Linked DNA regions of Mus musculus: region 2 is linked to region 1. Evidence: chromatin contacts called from public promoter capture Hi-C data. All regions are on one chromosome and are shown on one strand. The core of a region is the stretch at or near the end of the contact, and the rest is flanking DNA. Distances in the headings are between cores, read along the strand shown. Region 1 holds the start of 2410124H12Rik (RIKEN cDNA 2410124H12 gene). Region 2 has its middle 15 kb from the start of Gm30588.

Region 1 (4,976 bases), core at 1,253-3,752:
ACTGCTGAAAGTATCTCATCCTTGGACTTCCATAGAGATCCTAGGGCACCCTGGGCTACTATCCAAGATGCTGTTTCCTGCCATCCAGGTACCTGGGAAGCAGATTTGTAACCAGTGGGCAGCTTGGTAAACATGGGTTCAGAGCACAGAAAGTCATTTATCATGGATCATTACTCCAGATACAGAGGTCTGAAGCAGTCATGGCCTCAACATCGCTGTGAGCAAGATGCAGGTACTGCCACTTAGCCACACGGCACAGATACACACAGAAAGATACAGAGACAGAGACACATGCAGATTCAGAGAGAGAGAGAGAGAGAGAGAGAGACATATCATAGACACACAGAGACATACAGACACACAGAAACATAAACATACAGACAGACACACAAGGCATACACACATAGACACACACACAAAATAACTAAATAACTTATTTTTTTTAAAAAAGAAGAAAATGAAGAAAGACACCACCTTTGTGAATCTTCTTATATATTTTGGTAGGATGCCCTTGGCATGATCATGCCTAGGTCCCCGGAACTGCTCCAGGCAAAGAGAAGTTAAAGTTGTAAATCGCACGGCCAGTGTGAATCAGCTGACTTTCAAACAGTCTGGACTCTCCTGGCAGGGCTAATGAGATGATTCTCCCCATCCTTTAAAAATGAAAGAAGTGAGTGGCAGAAGAGGAAGAGACCAGATGGCAAACCCAGGGACTCTGTGGTGTGGGACCCAGGCAGCTTTTAGAAATGAGAGAAGCCAAGCGTGGATGTGGCACGAGCAGGGGAGGCGGCTCAGGCGGGCCACTCTATAACCAAGACCCAGGGGGGACCATGGGTTAAACGGCGAGGGAAACACTAACTTCTCAATACCTCGGACTCTGACCTGATTCAGAGTCAGAAGGGTCTTAGTGATGTAATCAACTTAAAGTGGTCCTACTGGATGGGACGAGAGCCTAGATCTACTTCATTATAAAGAGAAGGAGGCTTGGGACCCAAGACACATGGAAGAGAGGGTCAGAGATGGAGATCAGAATGATGGTCTGCAAACCAAGAAAAGCTAGGAAGAGGCAAGAAGCAATTTGGCTCAGACCTCAAAGGGCCTTGCTGATCTGACTTAATCCTGTGGTCCCCAGAGCTGGAGGGGGAAAAAATGTCCATTGGTTGCTGCCTTCCCTGCCCCTGGCTGATGGTACTGAGTCTCCTGCAGCCTTAGAAAACTCATACTGAGACTTAGCTGCCTGGTCACACCTCAGAGCACAGGCTTAAGCCCTCCCAGAATCCCTTTAAGATAGACACCTTCCTCTGCTGATGCAAAGTGACATCGACCCACGACTGCCTAACCGGCTGCCATATTTCACTAGAGTCAGATGAGTTGCTGTTTCCGGCTGACCTGAAGCCAAGATGAAGGTAGCTTTTTATTTCATGTTTTATTTTTTGCCACCTCTGTTTCTTGTCCAGTGTGTCTCTCATCTATGTGGCAGTGACACCTGTATTAGGTACTATTCTTATCGCTGGGACAGAGTAACAGGCAGAAGTAGTTAAGGGAAAGAGTATTTATCCTGGCTGTAGTTTAAGAGAAGGTATAGCACGTGAGGAATGACATGGGTTCCAGCCGGGACCATTCAGCATTGTTACATGACAGAAATCACAGGCTAGAAGCCCACTGTGAGATCTTCAGTTCAGTTCTGCAGGCTCACTTCCTCTAGCTAGACCCCCAGATGTCCCCCAGACTTTTAAAACAGTGCCATGAGCCAGGCATGTATGAACCCTGTAGCGGGCACGTCACACTCAAACCACAATGTCTTTTAAATACAGTCTCCTAGCCTGAAGCTCTGGGTCCCAACCCCCTAATCCCAGAGTTGCCCTCCAATATCCCCTCCCTACATAACAGTCAGAATCCAAAGAACACATCTCTCCCGCCCAGAAAGATTCTAGAATGATGGCATATTCCCAGATACCACCGGGAGCATTCTAGCCTGGGAACCACCTAGATGGCTGAGCAAGGGAGACACTTGTCACACCTCATGTCCCCGGCTCAAGCTCCAGAACTCACACGGAGAAGGAGAAAAAGACGTCTTTTGATCTCCACCTGTGCACCACAGCATGGGGCGGGGGCGGGGGGGGGGGGGAAAGGGGAGAAGGAGGGAGAGGCGGACCACGCACACACGCACACACACAAAACCATGCTTGATTAATTAATTGAAATAAATTTTTAAAATCCACCTGAACACCTAACAGGAGTGTCTGGCTTAGAACAGAGCCTGCCAGATACTCACCTCATGAGCGCATCCATAGCATCACCTCTTGGGGACTCCAGCAGGGCGAGTGGACAGAACCTCGTGGCGGAGCAAGTAGCGCTCTGGACCCCACCATTCTCCAAGCCAATCGACATCCTCTTCATCCAAACTTCCCTTCTCCTTTCAACTCCTTCTCCTTTCCTCCTTCCTTCTCCCAGCTTCTCTGAAGGCATGTGTGCGCACGCCCGATGTTAAAGAAATGAACGGGACGGCGAGCGATAAACCTCGGGTTTTGGAAGTCTGCCGTTCATCACTAGGGGGAGTGTTTGCACAGCTGGTTCATCTCGACCTTGCAATTTGCTGGTACAGGACTCCAGAGAGGAATGAATTCTAGTCTACGTATATTTAAAAGGAGAGAAAAGGCCACAATTCGTGGCTATAAGAATAAAATCATTCTCTTGAAAGATATCCTGATTGATCCCGAAGAGGCACAATTGCAATTTAGAATGGTTAGAACGCCATTCTAATTTCACGTCCTCTGTTCCTTTTTGTTCTGACCCGGGGAGCAAACAAGAGCTGCTGCCACTGTTGCCAGAATCCATCTACACACCTGGGTTTAGACCCAAGCTTATTGGGGAAATGAGGAAATGCAGTAAGTTGAGGGTTGCCCTCTGGCGGGTTGCTCTCCTGTACTGTTTGTGTAGGCATACTATTATCTTTGGAGTTGTGGGTTGCATTTTAGAGCAGTTTGAGGTTGGTTACATTTTAGAGTAGTTTGAGGTTACAGAAAAGCTGAATGGAAGATGCCCTGAGTGTTACTCCAGTTTCCCATCGCTAACATTTTGCAGCAGTGTGGTTCATTTATTAAAACTAATAAGCCAATGTCGATACACAATGATTAACTAAGTCTGCAAATCACGATAAGATTCATTCTTGGTGTTGTGTGTCCTACACACAATGTACATGTATACATATGTCTGCCTACATACAACACATAGAATAGAGTAAAACAAAACAGCAGTAAAAATGCCTGTGCTCTTCCCACAAAGTACACATACTCAGTACACATAACATGGCTGCTCCTGTTAGCAGTGACATGCTAAGGAACACCCTTTCCATTCCAACATTTTTGGGATCCAAAGACTGACAGCTGGCTGGCTCTCTGTGACAGCCAACAGTGACCTCACTCAGCATCTCGTTCCTGGGGCACAGAACTGTCTCTCACTTATATGGGGGTGTCTTATTTAGCAGCAAAGGAGATGCAGGTTAGGGTTAGGGACCTGGTTCTTTTTGGAAGCCCATCAAGGCTCAGCAGCCACACAAAGAGAAGCAGCTTAAAGCTATATAACATATCAAAAGCAAAACAACTAATTCTGGTTAGGAAAATAGCTCAGTGGTTAGGGCTTTCTGTGCAAGCAACGAGGGACTGCGTTTGAGTCTCTAAACCCACATTAAAATAAAGAAAAGCTGAACGAGACAGTACACGTTCGTTTATAATCCCAGTGCTGGAGAACTGGAGACAGACAGGCAAACCCCAGCCCTTCACTGGCCAGACAGCCTAGCCTGGTAAATGTTAGGCAATGAGAGACCGTCTCAAAAACCAAGATGGCAGCTCCTGAACTGCCCCTCCCCATACACACACATTTGTATGCATGTACATCTGCAAACACACACAGTGCAATTAAAACTTCACAGACATCTGAGACAATAAAGCCATGATTTAAGGAGGAGAAATCCACAAAAAGGTAGAGAAAAAAACTGGGATGCTTTTAGAAATTACAGACCCGTTTCATTCATGCATAGGGAGAGAAAACAGACCAGTGGTGGATTGTGGGTAGGGTTGGGGGGGGGGGAAGAGATGGGGTTGGCAAATGAGACCTGGACCTCTGAGGCATCTGAGGTGAGCTACGTGGACAAGGGTCCAGTCCTGCGGTAGTCAACCCGAAGGAGGAAGACAGGAGAGCTGTTAGCTTCTCATTATGGTCCAGCGATTATTCACCAGGCAAAGTGGCCAGGACCCTCTCAGGTGATGGGTCAGTTGAAAACATTCACAGGGAACCTGTGTTTCTTCCCCCAGAGACGGAAAAGATGGAAGATGCAGACTAAGAGCATGGAGAGCATGGTGAGAGGGCTTGGCAGGAGGCAAGATGACAGCGAATTGATGGCGAGATGGCAGTGCCATCCAAGACAAGGATGCAGCAAGCCCGCTAATGTGGCGCTTGAAGCTCACATGGTGGAGGCTGAAATGGCTCTACACATCTTCGCTGCTTCCAGAGTTTTGCTGTCACTGCAGATCTCGAGGTCCCATGAGGTGGCTTTGTGGGGTTTCCTATCTCATGTATAACTAGGTTAATTGTCCCTGAAAGGAGCAAACTCTTTACAGAAATGCTAAGAAACACTAGGAATCAATTCTATCAAAGCAAATAAAGGTGGACAGTAAAGGCTGACATCCCCCTGCTCCGGGTATAGACAACTGCCAGCCGTGGTGTAGGGGGCTGAGCACAGACGGTAGTTTGAAAATATATAAGCAAACAAATGTCACCTGCCCACTCAGGTCAAGGAGACACCTCACAGTGAGCGAGAAAGTGGCCACTTTCTGCCAGGAAATTGTTATGGAAAGACATTCTGAAATTTGGAATTTGGAAAGACTTCTATCATTAAGTGGTTTTATCGCCCCAAACAGAGATGTATCTGTAAAAGTTCTCCTATCTCATACTTTAAAAATTGAAGACAGTTTTCA
Region 2 (5,182 bases), core at 1,930-4,429, 770 kb before region 1:
GGCCATCCCACAAGGTTGGGATACATAGTGAGACCTTGTCTCAAAATACCAAGAAACCTAAAAGGGTGGAGAAAATAGTTTTCTTTGCATATCAGTGGGGAGTGGGATTGATGCAGGAGTCTTTTGATGTGTCCCTGTGGGCATGATCTTGTTATTCAAAGGTTGGCATCACTTACCCTACTTGCTGCTCTTGGAAGAATCATACTTTTTTCTCCATAGGGAGTGTTAGAAGAGATGGAGCTTAAAGCGATTTTTTTCAAAGGGATGTGTCAATGTAAAACCCATTGTGTTTAGGTCAGGTCATATTGCTATAAAGCATAAAAATAATTTGGATAAGCTACTGTTTCTCAGAATGCACAAATGATATAGGAAGGTACCATATTCCATGTTATTAAATACTTCTGTATATCATAAACTTGAGTTCTGAAAATAAAAGCTCAGAATTAAAAATTTCTTTTTTTTTATATTTGTAAAGTTTGACAGTGACTGTAAAATACCCATAATATGGGGAGAACTTCATGGAGGAGGCTGCCTAGGATGGTCAGCGCAGTGCATCATCTCTGTTAGATGTTTCCATGTCTCTGTAGTTACCCTGAAGAGATGCATTCCATATTCCCACTGGTTTCATACAGCCTGAGGGTGAAGGTGGCAACAAGCTTTCCATATACTCTGACCTCCTTTATACATGACTGACCTAAGGCTTAGCTTATAAACTAGGCACAGTAAAAATAATTAAGAATAATTTGTTATCTAAATAAGAAAATTTTACACTGTAAGTTGTAGTTGAAGTGACTTAGGATCTCTTTTGTTCTGGGGTACATTTTCCCATTCAATACTTTTGCACTAAAGTTACTACAGGTAGCTGAAAGCTTGGAGAGTGGGGCTTCAGATGGGTGAGATACCCAGCTAAAACCTCTCTGAGGGTTTTACTTGATGTGTAATATGTGTGTGTGTGTGTGTGTGTGTGTGTGTGTGTGTGTGTGTGCATGTGTGCTTATACTGCTTACACTGTGGTAAAATCTAGGAGCTTCTTGATTTCTGTCCAAAATCATTAAATAGTGTCAGTCAGTGCCTTAGCTTGCAGGTAGGATGACGTAATTACAGAGTCTTCATAGTTCTTTCCAACGCTCATCATATAACACTATTTTCCCCCATTAAGAAAGAGATTGTAGTATCCCTTTTAGTTACCACTGCTAGTCCTGGAAGGATTCACAGTGCAGGTTACTGTGAGCACAATTGAACTGACAGTTGTCATTGTGCCATGCTCATCAGCCCCTGAGCCTATCTCTAGTCCTTTCCAGTCTCTCACTGGACAACCTTCTCTACGTCTCCAAGGGTTCCAGGCCCTGTGTAAGAACCCCGGCTGTGGGCTGTGAAGCCAAGCTGGAGACACAGCTGCAGTGACTCTCTGATTGAGTGACTCTGTCGTCTGTCGTCACTCCTCAAGCACTGCTTGAGTGTGTACATACACAGATTTACTATGTTTTGTTATTTACCTGCTTTGGGGACATCTGGGGGTTCCATGGCTGTCTGGGAGAGACTGCCCTTATGTGGTAAGCTAAGTCATGGAGAGGAGAATCCTATCGTATCTATGAACACCAACTTTCCCAGGCACACCTACCAACTCCAAAGCCAAGCCACCTTGGTTGCCTTCTTCTCTGGATTCTTCTAAAGTCCAGAAGCAAGGCTACTTTCCTCCAGCCCCACTTACCTCAGATAGTTGTGGATACTCCTAAGTCTCAGAGTCCTTCCAAACTAGGCAACACTGAACTCACCTATCTCCATGAACCTGACATGCCTATGTATTACAATTAACATTACGAAAGAGCCATCTCTTTACACTAGAAGTAGTATATATACGTGTTTATATTATGGCTCAAAGGAGAATTTCACTTCTTTTTTTGCTAAAGAAAATGCAGTTGAGATTTGGATATACATTCGTCATTTTTATTAATTAACTAGGTAAGATGTTGTAGAGACACCAAAGGATTGGGTTTCAGGAGGTTTTGACTACCATAGGGAAGTTGCTATAACAGTTACAAATTCACACACCCTAGGATGCAGGTTCCCATTTGGGACTATAACTTGGCACTATTCAACATTTTGGTCCCCTACTGGGTTCTTGCGATGGTATTTCCCATTGACAAGAGGGGCAATGTTGGGGTAGAGCTGTTAAAGAGACTGAGTCGGAGCTGTTGGATTGATATGGGAGAATTTTCCTAAATCCTTCTGGGCTACAAAAGCAAACTGCAGAGAACCTTTGTATGTGATATGATTCTTTTGGTAGAAAACAATAGCAGACATAATGGATCTATAGAGACATATTTATGTCTCCATACATAATTAGATTTCTGTGGGCATATGGGAGCTATGCTGTTGATAGTTCAATATGGCAGTGGTGGGGAGAGGTTGAGGACAGAGACCAGGGAGCATTACAGGAAGGTTGGCCCTGACTGTCCTCCGTGGACATCACACTTAGATATTCCTAGAACATTATCTTTTGTGTTGTCATAGTACAAATGCATCTTAAAGCCCTAAAGTTTAGTAGTCTTGCAGCTGAGCAGAGTTTTGGATATTTTAATGTCATCTTGATAATGTATGTGCTTGTGGCATAAAACATGATGTTTCAATGCCACTAAATACTATACAGTGATCGCCACCTCAAATTCTTATCATTGCCTGTCATGAGATAGCCCATACCTTCCCTTCTTGTCAAGTTAGAAAGACGTGTATTATTGCTAGCTGGGGATCCCCTGTCATGCCACAGCATAGCAGAACTTATTCTTTTCCATAGTTATGCTCTCTCCAAGTCCTTGGATTTCGGTCATATTGCCACACAGACATGGGAGGGACTTGAATTGCTACCTCCCATCTGATCTCTAACTTGGGGACAAACAGTCTGGGAAGACTCAGCCAGGTCTTCTCTGTGTCTGCACTGCCAGAAAAAAAATGGAATATTTCTGTCCCTTGAGTCACAGACCACCCCAGACTTGCCAGCTCTGTTCCCTGTGGTCACTTGGGCCAGACAACAGCAAGCTCTTTTCTCACAGCCCAGAGCCTCCTGTCCTGCAAACTTAGCCCCTTCTGTTGGGTGTTACTAAGCTAAGAGTCTAAATATGGCACAGGGCAGTTTGGTGGAAATCATTTCCAGTAAAAGAGGATGTTTCTGCAGCAGTTCTCAAGCTGGCGCTGACTCAAGCGTCCTCGGGGGAGCCCACTTAACTGGTCGTTAGGGAGACAGCGATGAGGCATAGAGGAATTCTGTAACAAGATGCGTATCCTGTGTGGAGGGCTCCCGGGACTCTGACCTTGGCTCTCTGGCTGGCTGGGGCAGTTTGACTGATGTTGCCCTACAAAAGATTCTTCTGTGTTAAATCTACTGCTTCTGTATGAGCTAGAACAAGCTTTGTGGGGGAATGGCTATGGCGGTGAGATGCCACCCACAGACCTTAGATGTTAAACGAAACAGAAGCCAAGCTCGACATTTTCAAAGGTGTTAAAGTGACTTGTGGCTTGAAAGGAAAGATGAACACTTAGCCTCAGATATTTTGTATATGTGTAAAATAGTTATATTGTCCTAAAGGCAACTCTTATTGACTTCACTTCAAATAATGAACTATTTACCCAATTTGGATATAATTCAAAGAAAAAAAATGGCTTAATTTTAAATAGAGTATTTATTACCATGTCTATGATGGTTGTAAAGGCTATGAAAATATGCAGATATTTCATGTGCTCAAACCAAACACGTGAATATGTAGTATTGACCTCTGTATATAAATTTTATGGAGTATTGAGTTATCTGGACACCTCAGAGTGTTGGCAACAGCTTTGGGTATTGTCATTGTTTGAATTTGAATTGGCTCCCTGTAGTATGATGCCTTGAATGCATTTTATCCAGTTGGTGGCATCCATCTGGACGGCTGTGACACCTTTAGAAGGTGATATTTGGCTGACAGCAGTGGCGTAGGACTTTGGAGACCCTGGTCACTGCCATTCTGTCTATGACCCGATCCTCTCTAAAGCAAGTAAACTCTTTTAGACATTCTTTACCAGCAAGATGGACGAAAGCATTCTGAAGAAGATGGTTAGAGTCATCTTCCTCTCCTATAAGTTGCGTCTGTTAAGTTTTGTGGTGATCATGACTCTAAAGTAAACAACACAGGAAACTGGTGTGAGAAGTGAGGTTTGTGCAGGAAGTGATTTCTGACCATTTGGGCCCTAGGCCTTTGGAAACGGTTTGAGGGATGAATGTGGGTGAGTGTGGAGATGTGGCTTAGAGAAGCCCCACAATGCCACAATTAGAGCTCAGGATGCTGAGCAAGCATGTCTGCTGGAGTCTGTGCTCAGGATGCTTCAGATGGGAACAAGAACGCTACGGAGAGCTGTACTAGAGGCCATTTGCATGTGTTCTGACACCAGACCTGTGTGCATTCCACGCTTGTCTTGGTAATTTAAGTGAGGCCAAAGTCAAAAGCAATAAACTAGTGTAACAGAGGAGAATTCAAGACATTGTAGTATTTGTGTTGTGGTGGGATTACTTGTGGCTGCTTTTTGTCAAATTTACAGTGAGAACAGGTAGCAAAACCCAGAGCAGAGGGATTCAAGATCCATGCTAGCCAACCAGGAATGGAACACTTTTAAAGTTGTGGGGAAAACACCTGCTGATAAATCGCCCATAGACGCTAAAGAGGTCAACATCATTAATAAGTCCTTCACTTCGCTCAGTGATATTTCTAGGCTAGATGATATTTTTACCCTCAAGAGCTCAAGATTATAAAACTGAAAATTCATTTGAAAAACTTTTCTTTAAAAAGAGAACGTATCCTAAGATGCCCTTCTGGGAAGTGTGTATGTGTGTGTGTGTGTGTGTGTTTGTTTGTGTGTGTGTGTGTGTGTGTGTGTGTTTGTGTGTGTGTTTGTGTGTGTGTATGTGTGTGTGTGTGTGTGTGTGTATGTGTGTGTGTGTGTGTGTATATGTGTGTGTGTGTGTGTGTGTGTGTGTGTGTGTGTGTGTGTGTATGAAAGCATGCAGAGGCTGCTGCAGTCTTGGTCCAAGGCAGCTTTGATCCTGTTCCTCCTGGTAATAGAACTTGGTATCATCCATGTGCTATTGTGCCAAAATTTCAGAATTACGGGATCCCAGCAGTTTGTCTGTATTAAGGAGGCCTGCAAAGCTAGA

The links. Promoter capture Hi-C pulls out the DNA fragments that hold promoters and counts their contacts.
Region 2: a contact with region 1 is called in a promoter capture Hi-C map of pre-B cells, with 4 times the contacts expected there. The contact joins the enhancer-like site here to the promoter of 2410124H12Rik in region 1. A contact is called at or near these places in 8 of 39 promoter capture datasets (the C10 cell line, cranial neural crest, hippocampal neurons and 4 more), 1 of 484 Hi-C or Micro-C datasets (bone marrow-derived macrophages) and 2 of 9 other capture datasets (adipose tissue and liver).

Annotation. Positions count from the first base shown.
Region 1 is chr16:92,476,268-92,481,243 of GRCm38.p6, reverse strand. 2410124H12Rik (RIKEN cDNA 2410124H12 gene) reads right to left here and starts at 2,502. Exons shown (of 3, transcript NR_165041.1): 1 at 2,276-2,502.
Region 2 is chr16:93,245,003-93,250,184 of GRCm38.p6, reverse strand. No RefSeq gene overlaps it. Among named protein-coding and RNA genes, the nearest start is that of Gm30588, 15 kb to the left of the region's middle. Within about 2 kb of position 3,179, at least 66 of the 459 cell types and tissues checked have an H3K27ac peak or open chromatin away from gene starts, as enhancers often do. A contact at or near this core is called in pre-B cells, where this site is marked.